Regions from separate parts of the Mus musculus genome. Here region 2 is linked to region 1. Evidence: chromatin contacts called from public promoter capture Hi-C data. All regions are on one chromosome and are shown on one strand. Each heading gives the region's core, a stretch centred on a gene start, on an enhancer-like site or on the middle of the called end of the contact. The rest is flanking DNA. Distances are from core to core; before and after follow the strand shown. Region 1 holds the start of Pdzk1 (PDZ domain containing 1). Region 2 overlaps 4930573H18Rik (RIKEN cDNA 4930573H18 gene).

Region 1 (6,266 bases), core at 1,224-3,723:
AGGTTAGACAACAAAGCACCTTGGACTCAGTCCTGAAGATTACAGATGGCATTTGTTGTTTGTATCAGTGTCCCCATCAAGATAAGCTGCCTGCCGAGGAGGCACTAAAGTTCCTTGTGGTATTTTCACACTATGCACACAGTCTGTACAGCTGATGGGAATTCCATGAGCTCTTCCGGGTTTGGTTTTCGAGTCTTTTGTTTGTTTGGGGTTTTGTTGCTTTCTCGTTTTACTTTTGTGTTCCCATGGTTCCACCCAGCTTCACAAATACAGTATCTGTTGCTAGCCAGGTTCAGGCGGCAGATGATTCAAGCCTAGAGCCAATCTTCAGCAGCGATCAGGTAGGCAAGGTGTCATCGTTCCTATTGCAAAGCTCTGGCCTCTGCCAGGCATCCCCGAGTTCTCTGGAATCCCATACATCACACAAAGGAACTAAAGACCATTGTGACGTAGCCTTTAAGACGTGGGAGCATTTAACTTTCCCAACAGCAAGAACTAGGTCCCACCATACTCAGGTGAGGAAAAAACAGGGACTTAGAGAGTATCACAGGCTTCCAGTGCTCTTAACCGCTCATCCAGGGTGCCTACCAGGCAAGGAGATTGCGTTGAGCTGGGTGGTGTCTCCTGAGGAACCAAGGGAAGGGGCTGCTGAGGCTTGAGGGGAGGCTGTCTATCTCCATCTTACTATTCTCACCCATCTTCTATGCAGAAATATGAGAGCATTTAACCAAGATGTGAGCAGAGAGGTCCGTTTCCACATTCAGACAACCTGACAGAGATTCCAAGTGCCTCAGCCTCCTCTCCCAAGGAGTTCCAGCTCCTTTCCCTCCACACCAACTTCCTTCCCCCCGCCCCCCAAACATCTAAGCATCTATTTTGAACCAGGATCTGTCCTAAAAAACTTGGGAACACAACAAGTAACAGAGGCAAGAACCCTACACTCTTGAAACTTAACACACGGAAAGAAGACAAAGATTTCTGATGACAGATGCTATGGAGTGCTATGACATCATGACAAGATGGAGGGAGGCTCCACCTAGGAAATCCTCCTCAGATGGAAACATTCGAATTCGTCCTCAAATCGCAAGGGGCACACCCTTCAAAGCACAGACCCACCTTATACATGGAAGGCCCTTAGTGAACATCATGTCTCAACTCCTTTTAGTTGCTGGTGAGAAAATAAAGGCTCAGTGACACCAAAAGACTAGCACAGGGTCTCCTAAATGTATGGGTGCCACCTCCCGCTACCCTAGGCCACATTTGGATTTAATCATTTGAAGAGTGAGCAGCTTAGATTTGTACTTTCAGTCTCCTCAAACACACTCACATGTATAATTCTATTTCTAGAACAACCTTTGGGAAATGGTGTTTGGCTTTCCTTCAACGTATAACAAAATTGAGATGAGGCATAGATCTAATAAGTGAACCAAGACCTTCCTTAGGCATTGGTTTCCCAGACCTGTACCCTCTCCCTAGCTGCCTAGGAACACAAGATAGTATCAACAAGTCCATATGCAGAGACCTTACCAGAGTCAAAGATGAGAACAATTTGCTTGGCCATAACCCACAGCTTCAACGTCCCTGAGTTGTCTGTACATGAAAGAACTTGTGGTTCTATGTGACTAGACAATGGTGACCTGAGGCAGCAAGGGCCCTGTGACTTACGGATACAGGATGGTGCCTTCTACACCAAGGCCACCTGAGAGTCTTCATACCCAGCCCAGGAGTCTCCAGAACCGATGGACCCTTAGGGAAAGGCCCCAATGACGAGAAATGAGTTCCTTCCAAGCTTGCCTACACACAGAAGCATCTGGGAGAATTCAAGGCATTTCAGGTTCACACAAGATAGAGATTGAGAGATTCTCCCAAAGGGAGACTAGAAGACTTGAATTTGCACCCAGTCAACCCAGCAATCCGTGGCTTTCCTCGTGGCTAACACTGTCTTGGGAAACAGAAGAGGCACCGGTAGAAGTTAGATTCGGCTGTATGTTTTAAGGGCTGGCTGCCTTTGGAAGAGTCTTCCCTTATACCCTAAATGCTTGGATAGTAAAGTCTCAGAAGAAAATTCCCCGTGGCCTGGGACTTCTGTGGTCTCTGTCCCTTGGCTGTGCATCTCCATACAGCACCCCCACCTCTTCCACCCCATCGTATATATACGACACCCCTGGGAAGCGAGCAGCCCACCAATGCCTTCATGAAGTAGAGCCTGCACATCTCCAGTAAAAAGAACTGTGACACCCCTGGAAGGCCATCCTCACCCCCACTTAACCTGTGCTCCTGCCACCACAGAGGCCTCAACCCCCCCACAGCCACTTGCCAGCAAAAAGAGAAGGGATAAGTGGCCCCAGCCCAGGCAGCAGGTCGCAGACCGCTCTTCTTACCTGTGGCGAAGGATCCGCTCCGCACTGGAAATTCTCCCCGCTGTGAACACTACTAGTCTTGGAACTCACTGGACTTTGGACAAAGATTGATTTAAAAGCTGATGTATTTAACAGGGACGTGTGGTCTGAGTTCAAGTGACCTCTGTCCTGCTCCCGGCCAGCTGGCAGGGTCCTAAGCTTGAAATGCTCAAGAGGCCTCAGTAAAATCAAGCCCCGCCCCCACCCCAGCCTAACAATGGGAAGGGTAGTAGAGAAAGGTGGGGAGGGGGTGCCTCGGCCTCTCCAGTTCTATCTAATAAACAGAAGACTGGGTCACACCCAACCAATCCCCAATTCCAGTAGGAACCTCACTGTCCCTAGCCCAGGGTCAAGGTAGGGGCTAATCACCAGCCATCTTCCACACTCAGGCTGTCCTGAGAGCAAGACACTACAACTCCTACCCGGAAAGCTACCAAGAGGCCAAAGCCCCAGAGAAGGCAAAGGCCCTGTTTCTGGGTCCTACCTCCACTGTGGGGAGAGCTCTCCTAGCTCACTCAGGGGCCTCCTTGCTTCTTTCTGGCTCCCTCCCCTCTCCCGATGGCTGCCTCTGTTCTCTAACTATTGATACCTGTCTTCCTCTTCACACACTCTGTCTCTCAAGAAGGCAGCTGGGCAGTAGCTGTTCCCCCGTGGCCTGGCGTTGCTGAACAGGCCGCTAGCCTCAGCCACCGCAGCAGCTGATCTCTATCAACCACACCCACACAAACCATCCTCACCTGGATTCTCAGCCCACATTCCTAATTCAGAGCAGGAGACATCTTAGAACAGTGAGACCAGGCAGGCCCCAGGCTGTGGGCTGGATGGCCTCGTCTTTTCTCCACTCATGAAGAGCTGGCCATTTGTCTTCCCTGAGTCTTGACTTTGCCCTCAACCCAGGTGTGAGCTAAGCCAGTGGGTAAGAAGTTTAAATTGACATCAGGGCCACTTCATCATCTCCTGCTGCCTTCTGTCTCTAGGCTATATTCTCTGAACCTCTAATATAACTTGCAAAGCCATGGGGGTAGACTGGGATGCTCTAGGTTTAGGATCAGAACACCTGAGTTGAAACTGACCCTTCCAGTTTCCAATGTTTGATCTGGGCTGATTATCTTTCTTACAGCATTATGGCTGGGACACAGGGTGCCACACACACACACACTATAACATTTTATATGACAATATAAAAAGTTAATATCGTGCCTATAATTAAGTCTGATCTGATTAATGTGGAGCCTATAGGGTATACTCTACTGATTATATAGGTCTAATAGGATCATCCCTTTCTTTAGCCCTTTTCGTGTGACATGGTTTTCATCTTTGAAATAAGAAAGCTTAGATCCTCTGCTTAATAATCCTCCCCAGGATCACTTGACCAGGAGGACGGGAGAGCCAGCCTCCAACTCCGCCCCTGTCTTAGATCAGTCGTTTACAGCTTTGATAAGGCCTCCTGCTGTCAGGAATCGCTTTCTGTGTTCTCCTTTGCCAGGAGTTGTGAACAGGGGCCGATAATGAGCCGTTCTCCTTTGTTAGGGAGACAGAGTTGGGATTTTCTGGGCCACTTCCAACACGGAGATGTGATGAGCCTAAATGTGCTGGGTTTTAAGGTGAGCACGAAGCCTGCCCTTGGGAGTGCGCAGTGTAAGCTCTGGCTTGTCTGTAGAGTCCTGCAGATGAAGTGTGAGCACGGGATGTAGCACGGCGTATTGGGTGGTTTTGCTTCTAAAAGGTGCTGGCCATGAAACTGAAGGCCTTACGATGCCAGGCTAATGCCCTCATGCCTGCCACAGCCCAGCCCTGGCTTAGGCATCAAAAAGATTCGACATTGAATCCTAAATATGTCATTTCTGGTTTCTTTTTGATGGTCGGTTTGTTCAAGTTCGAGGCTTTATTTGGTCAGGCAGCGCCCGACTACACCCTGGAAAGGTAAAGAAATGCTTAACAACCTACAGTCTGTGTTAATTACCTGACTTGGTATTTCCATTAAGGAGAGAATCCACAACAGCTATGCCCCAGCCCCAGCACCTCCACTCTCCACCCGTCGTCCAAGGTTAATCTGTGACTAGGGATTTGCTAGAGAAATTTATTTTTTTCTTCCCAGAATCTGGGCCAAAATGAACATTTTCTCATTGCCTTCTCCATCCCTTTATCCATGATCCATTTTGTCCACGAACTCACCATGTTCCAACACATTCGCGTGTCATCTGACTCCTTTATCTCTCCTACCAGAATACTAAGTCCTCAAGGACAGGGGTTTGTGTTTTCTTTTAAATTTTTTTTTTTATGTGCCTGGGTGTTTTGCCTGTGTGTGTGTGTGTGTGTGTGTGTGTGTGTGTGTGTGTGTACCACATGCATACATGGTGCCCAGGGAGTCCTGAAGAGGGCGCCAGGTCCCCTGGAGCTGGAGTTACAGACATGTGGGCACTGGGAATCAAACCTGGGACCTCTGGAAGAGCAGTCAGTACTGTTAACTGTTGAGCCGTCTCTCCAGCTCCTAAGATTTTTATTTTTGTCACCTTGTCTCAAATGCCTGGAATATAAAACTACCACGTACTAATGTTTCAGGGATCTGTGAATGAAACACTAAATTAATCCTGCCAGTAAGGCTGGTTTATCCCCTCACACTGACTCTGTGACCTCAGGGCCTCAGTTCTCAGGGGTTAGGTCTCCCCAGGGTCACTTCAGCTGCTCTTCTAAGGACACAGTATACCAACATGTATGAAAATAAACAAGCTAGAAGTAAAGGTAGTGAGTTGGGGCCTCGGGGTGCTGGGGCACTGGATGGCTCTCTGCCTGAGATGACACAGCATCCTATACAACTGTCAGAAACAGCCAGCGAAATTCTGCCATGTCCTGGTACTTTCCTCACTGTGGCCCACACAGAAGTTGGTAATAGTTTAGTTGTGCAGGTCACTATGGTGGGCAGGTGAAACCTCGCAGGTCGGCAGCAGCTTGCCTGAGCCCCGATGCCCTGACTCTGCTCAGCCCCTTCAGAAGCTGGAGCCGCTGATAGGCTGGCATACTTAGAAAACTATAGAATATCATTGAGCTGAAAGTCCATGAGTAATGTAAAGATGTCAATTCTCCCCAATAGATGACAGACAGACAGATGGACAGATAGGTATTTCCAGTGAGATTTCCCTCATTTGTAGTAGGACCTGGATGAGCTAGTTTTTAAAATAGAGCATGAGGATGGGGCCAACGGACAGAAGGCTCAGCGAGCAAAAGCAGCTGCCATTCAAGCCTGACAACCTGAGTTCAATTCCCGACGCCCAGAAAAGGGTGGGAGGAGAGAACCAACATCGCCAACACCGCCGAGCCCTCTGACCTCCACGCCCTTGCCACAGCAGACACACACCTGTGTGCACACGCGTGCGTGCACACGCACACAGATGTGAAATTGTTTTTAAATTCTTCTACGTCTGGATATCAAAACCATACACTGGTAGCATTTACTACGGATGACTTTGGGACCAGATAGGCAAATGAGCCAATGGGGTAAGCTCTAAAACCAATCTAAATATACTACAGAGAGTTAATTCGTGACCTAAAACATAGTCAAAAAACGCTAGGCTTTATTCATTACAAAAAAAAAAAAAGGTGTGTTTTATTTCTTTCAAATAATTGTGAGATTCAGCCGTGTCGATATGTGTGCTTTGTGTTCATTTTAATATTAATATTTAGTACTATTATGAAAGCCCATTTAGATAGTGTCTGTATATAGCGCCGAGTGTTACAGGCTGCCTGTCCAGGGGTTACAGTGATTTACAGGATGTGGCTGCCATTTAGGCTCCCCGCTGTGTTTGGTCGTTTCCTGGGGGCTGACTGTCTAGCTACTTATCTTGTCTGAATATGTAGGTGACCATGAAG
Region 2 (6,266 bases), core at 1,333-3,832, 230 kb before region 1:
AGCAATGCATAAAGCTCTCTCCAAGTCCTCACTGACCTCTGGAGCATTTTTCTTTTCCTTGATGATAGCTATATTAGTCAGAGTTCTCTAACAGAACAAAACTGATTGTGTGTTCATGCATGTGCAAATGAATGTGTGTGAGTGTGCATGAGTGTCTGTGTGTGTGTGTGTGTGTGTGTCTTATTTTCTGATTGGCAGGATGTGGTCCAAGTACTCCAACAATGGCTGTCTTATGATAGGTAAGCCAAAACTCTAATAGTTGTTTAGTCCGTGGGTTGGGTGTCTTCAGTCCCAGTCTGGTTCTGGAGTCTGGAAGACTCCTGGAGAACTGCTGGTCTTCAGTCTGAAGTGGAAGTTTCTGAATGTGTCATGTGATGCAGACTCACACGATGTTTTACTGAGACAAGACCCATGGGAGGACATGTGAGCCTGGATGCGTGGAAAGAGTATGTTTAGGACTCAATGAACAGTGATGGCGCGCTTGCATAGCTAGCCTTGCAAGACTTTGCTGATCTTCACTTTGTTGAGAGAAGTATGGCAGAGAACTTCTCCTGGCGTCACAGGCTGGTCCTGGTTCCTCCAGCTGACTCGTGCCAATTTGGCGGAGTTTGGTGGTTTTTGCTGGATCGTGCCACTCTCAACCCGCGCCCAGGAGGCCGATTGTGTTGGATTCTTTATCACAGAGGACACAGCTTGGTTACTGGAGTAGATGTCCATTTGTATATAGATTTCTCCCCTTCTCTGTCCACTATCCTGTGAAGAACATCACATGCAGACTTAATAAATGCCTGATTCATGGTCAGTAGCACACAAATTTCTCTTTGACTTCCTTCTTCCCTTCCTTTTTTTCTTCCTTATTCATATGTTTCTTCCAATGTACTGGAGGCTGCTCAAAGACCACCAGAATACCCACAGGTTGAAGTGAGATCCAGCCAATTTGGTGGTTTCTGCTGGATCGTGCCACTGCCCACTGCCGCTGATTCGTGTTTTTTATCCTCACACTACTAAACTGGACTGCTGGTATCCTGACAAATGGAGATTAGAGTCTCCCCAAAGAACTACTTTTAAACAGGTCCACATATATCTTGTCTCCCCTACCTTTGGACAGTGGGCTAAAAGGGGTATCAAAGCATTCGAGAACCCTTATTAAAAGTAGGTTTTTAAAAATCTAAGCTTACTTCAGTCTACCTTGGAAGCTTGAAGAAGTCGGATTTAATGTTGGCTGAGGTAACAGGATAGACAAATTCGCCAGTGAGCTTGTGGGCATCAGGTAAAAACAAAGCCTCCTTCCTCCATGTCCTTCTGTGTGTGCCACCAGAAGGTAAGGCCCAGATTTAGGGTGGGTTTTTGTGCTTCTAATAATTTTATTAAGAAAATCCCTCACAGGAGTGCTTGGAAGCTTGGATTTTAGTATATTCCAAATGCAGTCCAGTGGAAAACTAAGATTGGCCATTTATTGATTGGATTTAATGGTTATGTTATTTTTTTTTGATCTCTTAATATAGTCTGCATACAAATCCCTTGGTTTTGTTGCTGGCAAAGATGTCATCTCCCTCTATAAGTTGTGTTTTCATTCTGAAGATGTTTTCTCTCTTATGCAGGAATTTTTAATTCCATGCAATCTCATGTGTCAGCTCTTGGTTTTATTTCCTGTGTTCCTGAAACACTTTCCAGATAGTCTTTGAGTACGTTCATATCTTGTAGTATTTTTACCTATGTTTTCCCCTGGAAGTTTCAAAATTTTTCAGCCTTACAGGTAAGGTCTTTGGTTTAGTTTGAGCTGATTTTTATGCGGGCTTAGCCACTACACCACATGTACCCCTGGACCATTATGACTTCATTGCACAAGTGTTCTTGTGTTTCAGTGCAGCACCCAAACACATGCTCTGTTTGATATTTTCTCAAGCTTTAGGCTCTAAGAATATAGACAGACACAAAGCTCTGAACTCATCGCAAAAGATTGTGTCTGAGTATTATCTCAGTGTCTCTTCTTCCTTGATGACTCTTAGGTACCGTTTCTGTATTCCACTCTAGGAATAGTTCCCCAGGAGACTCCCACGCGGGCAACCCGTGCTTTGGGCTATCATCCATCTCTACAGGACAGGCTCACAGGAGGCAGATTATGTTTGTGGTTTTGATGCAGAACCTTATACAGAACTAAAGGATCAAGCTTGTGTCCTCAGAACACTTGCCAGTCAGAGCTCTTCTGTGCCTGTTTCTTTAACATATTAAGATGTCTGTAGGGAGACGGGGACAACTTATAGCAGGCCAGTGCTTACATTCATATCAAATCCCTCCCTCTCTGACTGTCTAAGGTAGACAAAGCAGAAGGGACCTCATTAAAGCTGGACCCACCATAGGTCAAAACAACAGACTAGAAAGAGACATGAGAGTCTAACCACCTCTGCCCCAACCCCCAACTAACTTTGAGGCTTTAGAAAACACACTTTGTTGTCTCAACTTCTGAAAGGGGAATAACGGTAACAGCAGTTTACCCGGCTGTCATTTCGTCCCTGCAGCACGTATCCCAGGGTGCCTGGCCTGGGCAGTAGCAGGGTTTCTGATTGCAGCTCTGCTGCCAAGTCTAACGCAACTGGGACACTTTGGGCAGCTCGTGCTGGGTGGAAACTCCAGGAGCAAAGGTCTCAACTGAGGAAAAACTGTTAACTAAAAATTAAAATAAGATAAAAAACAAACAAACAAACAACTAGGAGGCATCTTTTAAAAGCTGTCTGCAGGGCTGGTGAGATGGCTCACTGATTGCTCTTCAGAAGGTCCTGAGTTCAAATCCCAGCAACCACATGGTGGCTCACAAACACCCATAATGAGATCTGATGCCCTATACTGGTGGGTCAGAAAGCAGCTACAGTGTACTATGTATAATAATAAATAAATCTTAAAAAAAAAAGCTATCTGCAGATAATCAGGGAAACATGAGTGGCTGGACTGTTAGGCCACCATGGAGTTATGGGGCCAGGGTGGCATAGATGTCTTCTCTAGAGGAGTTAGATACTGCTCCTCTGTCTTCCAAACAAAGAGACAAGAACTCTAAGAAGTCACATAAAGACCAAAGTTGGACTCTGCCACCAAGTCTGCGAAGTCAAGACAACCAAGCCTAAGCACCCTGCTGCTGTGAAACCAGGACAACTAAACCTAAGCACCCTGCTGATGTGAAGCCAGGACAACTAAGCCTAAGTAAGCACTCTGCTGCTATGAAGCCAGGACAACTAAGCCTAAGCACCCTGCTGCTGTGAAGCCAGGACAACTAAGCCTAAGCACCCTGCTGCTGTGAAGCCAGGACAACTAAGCCTAAGTACCCTGCTACGTTGGTGGGTAGAAATGCTCAGAAGCTGGACAACCACAAGGCAGTGCTCCCAGAAGTCAGTGGACTTCTCAGCATCAGATGACTGCTCAGCACCAGAGTTCCAAAAGGTTTGCTCTTTTCTGGAAAATAAGAGTTTCATTTTTATTGCTGTAGTCCCTCCCAGTTCCAGAAGCCGATGGCCCCTGGGTGAGAGAGAGAGGGTGACAGTAAGAAATGTCAGGTGTGCTGACTTTCCAGGGTTCACTTGGTGAGTCACAGGTATTTACCTCAGCTGCCCAGCTGGGTGGGAAAGGAAAGCTGGCGCGTGGATGGAGAGTGTTGGAAGCAAGAGGGACAGATTGGCAGGGTCTAAGTAGGTGCCAGGGAGAGGAAACAGAAGAGGCCGTGTTTGAAAAGCCAGAGGTGTTTCCCTTTGAAAGCTTAGCTGCCACACAGAGCCATTCTCTCTACACCCTGACAGGTCCCAGACCAGCTGTCAGAGGGCACCTTTCTCTCTCTCTCACCGCTCAAGTGCCCTGGCCGTCCTGAGCTCAACACCTCCACACTCTTAGCCCTCCTGCCAGAGCCAGAGGGGAGAGAAAAGCCACCATGACCTTGGCCACTTTCCACTGCCAGAAACCACTCCAGGCAAAAAGCTGATGCATGGCTCAGCCTGTAAAAGTCCTCACCTTGAAGCCTGAGTTCTATCCCCAAGATGCACGTGAAAGGAGAGGACTGTAGGCAGCCGATTCTCACAAGTTGTCATCAGACTACACACACACACACACACACACACACACACACACACACACACTGGCACCGAGACTTTCTTTCACCATCTTGTGGGCACACACAAACACAGACACAGACACACACACAAACACACAGACACACACACAGACACATGCACATACTCTTTGTCTCTGTCTCTGTCTCTCTCTTTTTCTCTCTCTCCGTCTCTCTCTCTCTCTCTCTTTCTCTCTCTCTCTCTCTCTCTCTCTCACACACACACACACACACACACGCATGCATGAACACAAAAAAGTAAATACGTGTTTTAAATACCTATAGTCTGATATAAATATTAAGATAGTGCCCCAATAAGTGGGTGTGGATTTGTGATTTTTAACTTAACTAAATTTTTGAGAATATTCTGGGGTAAAGTAGGAAGGGGAGACTCACTTCTTTTATATCCCCCCCCACTTCCAACTGAAAAATTAGAAAGGAACAAGCAGCCACTGAGGGCTATCAGTGTGGAAGGGGGTGTGAAAGTGCAGGATATCTCCCAAAGTCATGAGAACAGCCACAGGCTTAGACTGTCCCCAAGGAAGACTCCAGATGCACTGCTGGGAACAGAAGCTCTTTGGAAAGAACCATTGCACAACCAGAGTGTGTGCTGGACAGTGAGCACGTTCTGGGATTCATGGATGTTTCTATCTGCGCCATGTCAGTAGACACAAGCAGCCAGAGGCAGGAAGACCATGTCATTTTAAAAACTAGTCTGTTGGGACTCAGGAGATGGCTCAGTGGCTGATAGCTTGTACTGCTCCTACAGAGGACCCCAGGTCAGCTCCTAGCACCACACCAGTGGCCCACAGCCACCTGTAACTCCAGCTCACAAGGGACACAATGCCTCTGGCTTCCACAGACACCTGCACTCACATGTACACCACACAGACATACCTCATACATGTAGTTAAAGTTGTGGGATGAAAACAAGTCTTTAAATAGAACTAGCTTGTGTACCAAGTGAGGCAGCAGAAACACATAGAAACCTAAGGCATCGAGGACAGCTTCAAGTTGGTAGAGGTTTGCAGGCATCTCTTACCAGCCCCCTCTTGTCCTAAGTGCGGTGTGACACGGACTCCTGTAAAGGTGCAATCACACAAACTGATGTAAGGCATCGTGAGAGGCCCTACAGACCCATGTAGAGGCAGGACAGATACTTCAAACATCAAAATTATTTTTGCCTGCACATATATACTTGTTGTTCAAGTGAGGTAATAATTCTCTGGCCATGGCTTGCACTCAATGACGTTATATTGAGAAGAGCTAGATTCCAAACAGCTCTAGCATTTGAAAGAGACCGAGGCAGAGGCCGGTGTGTTGATTTATCATTAGTGTATGCAGTTCTAGAGACAAGAGTGGGCTCAAGAGGAGAGAAGTGAAAGCAATAGGAAGATGCAACTAAGCCAGGTATTGTCCAAGTGGGGTTAGCTGATCAGTCCAAAGGCCCTGTACCCCAAAGAAACCCTGTGGGTTAGGGTAAGTATTGCCAGGGTAGTGGGACCAGTGGTAGTATAGGGCTTCTGCCCCCTCCCACCCCAGTAGTCAGAGGTTCAACCCATCTTGCTTTGATTCCTGCACATTTAGGTTGCTCATGTGTTAGTACAAGCCCTGATCTGAGCCCTACCACAGTGTCATGGGGAAGGTTCCTGGTGAGGACAGGATCTGTCCCATTGCTCCTGTGTAAGGTTGAGTAGGGTAGCTGGGGCAGGAGGGGGTAAGGTGGGAGGACAGGAAATGAGACTGAAAGGGGTCTGACATACTTATTACCTTCTTGATGGATAGTGAGCAATGTGTCTTTTATCTCCGAATCCCCATGTCCTGGTGCTCTGAGGCACAGAGCAAACTCACATCTAGTTTTTGTTGAATGAGCGAATGGATTCAGTTTTGTTGAGTAAATGACCCCTGAGAACTTCTCGTCTCTGGCCTTCTGCTGTCATCCCCACCCATCCCCAGCCAGCTCCTGGGTTTCCACGATTGGAGTCCTGCCTTCACTCCTAGCTCCTGAATGGCCACTCTCCCAGCTTCTGGGTCTGAAAGGCTGTCACCTTTAGTCTCTCTGAAGCATGGCTCCCCACAGTCCCCAGAGAAAGTCAGTTTCTAGTCTTTCAAAAGTATATCATCCTCGTGGCCTCTGCATCTCCTTCAGTTCCTCTCAAAAGTTCTCTCAGATTCT

The links. Promoter capture Hi-C pulls out the DNA fragments that hold promoters and counts their contacts.
Region 2: a contact with region 1 is called in a promoter capture Hi-C map of liver, with 1.9 times the contacts expected there. The contact joins the enhancer-like site here to the promoter of Pdzk1 in region 1. A contact is called at or near these places in 4 of 39 promoter capture datasets (embryonic stem cells, liver and trophoblast stem cells), 6 of 484 Hi-C or Micro-C datasets (the G1E-ER4 cell line, embryonic stem cells, liver and 1 more), 3 of 115 datasets of contacts at active chromatin or transcription factors (T-cell acute lymphoblastic leukemia, embryonic stem cells and memory CD8 T cells) and 1 of 9 other capture datasets (embryonic stem cells).

The regions. Positions count from the first base shown.
Region 1 is chr3:96,826,272-96,832,537 of GRCm38.p6, reverse strand. Pdzk1 (PDZ domain containing 1) reads right to left here and starts at 2,473. Exons shown (of 9, transcript NM_021517.3): 1 at 2,382-2,473. It overlaps 4930442L01Rik (RIKEN cDNA 4930442L01 gene), which reads left to right and starts at 468. Exons shown (of 2, transcript NR_015596.1): 1 at 468-515; 2 at 710-2,712. It also overlaps a transcript of Cd160 not described here.
Region 2 is chr3:97,060,552-97,066,817 of GRCm38.p6, reverse strand. The region is part of intron 1 of 4930573H18Rik (RIKEN cDNA 4930573H18 gene); the gene reads left to right. Among named protein-coding and RNA genes, the nearest start is that of Gm31120, 10 kb to the left of the region's middle. Within about 2 kb of position 2,582, at least 12 of the 459 cell types and tissues checked have an H3K27ac peak or open chromatin away from gene starts, as enhancers often do. A contact at or near this core is called in liver, where this site is marked.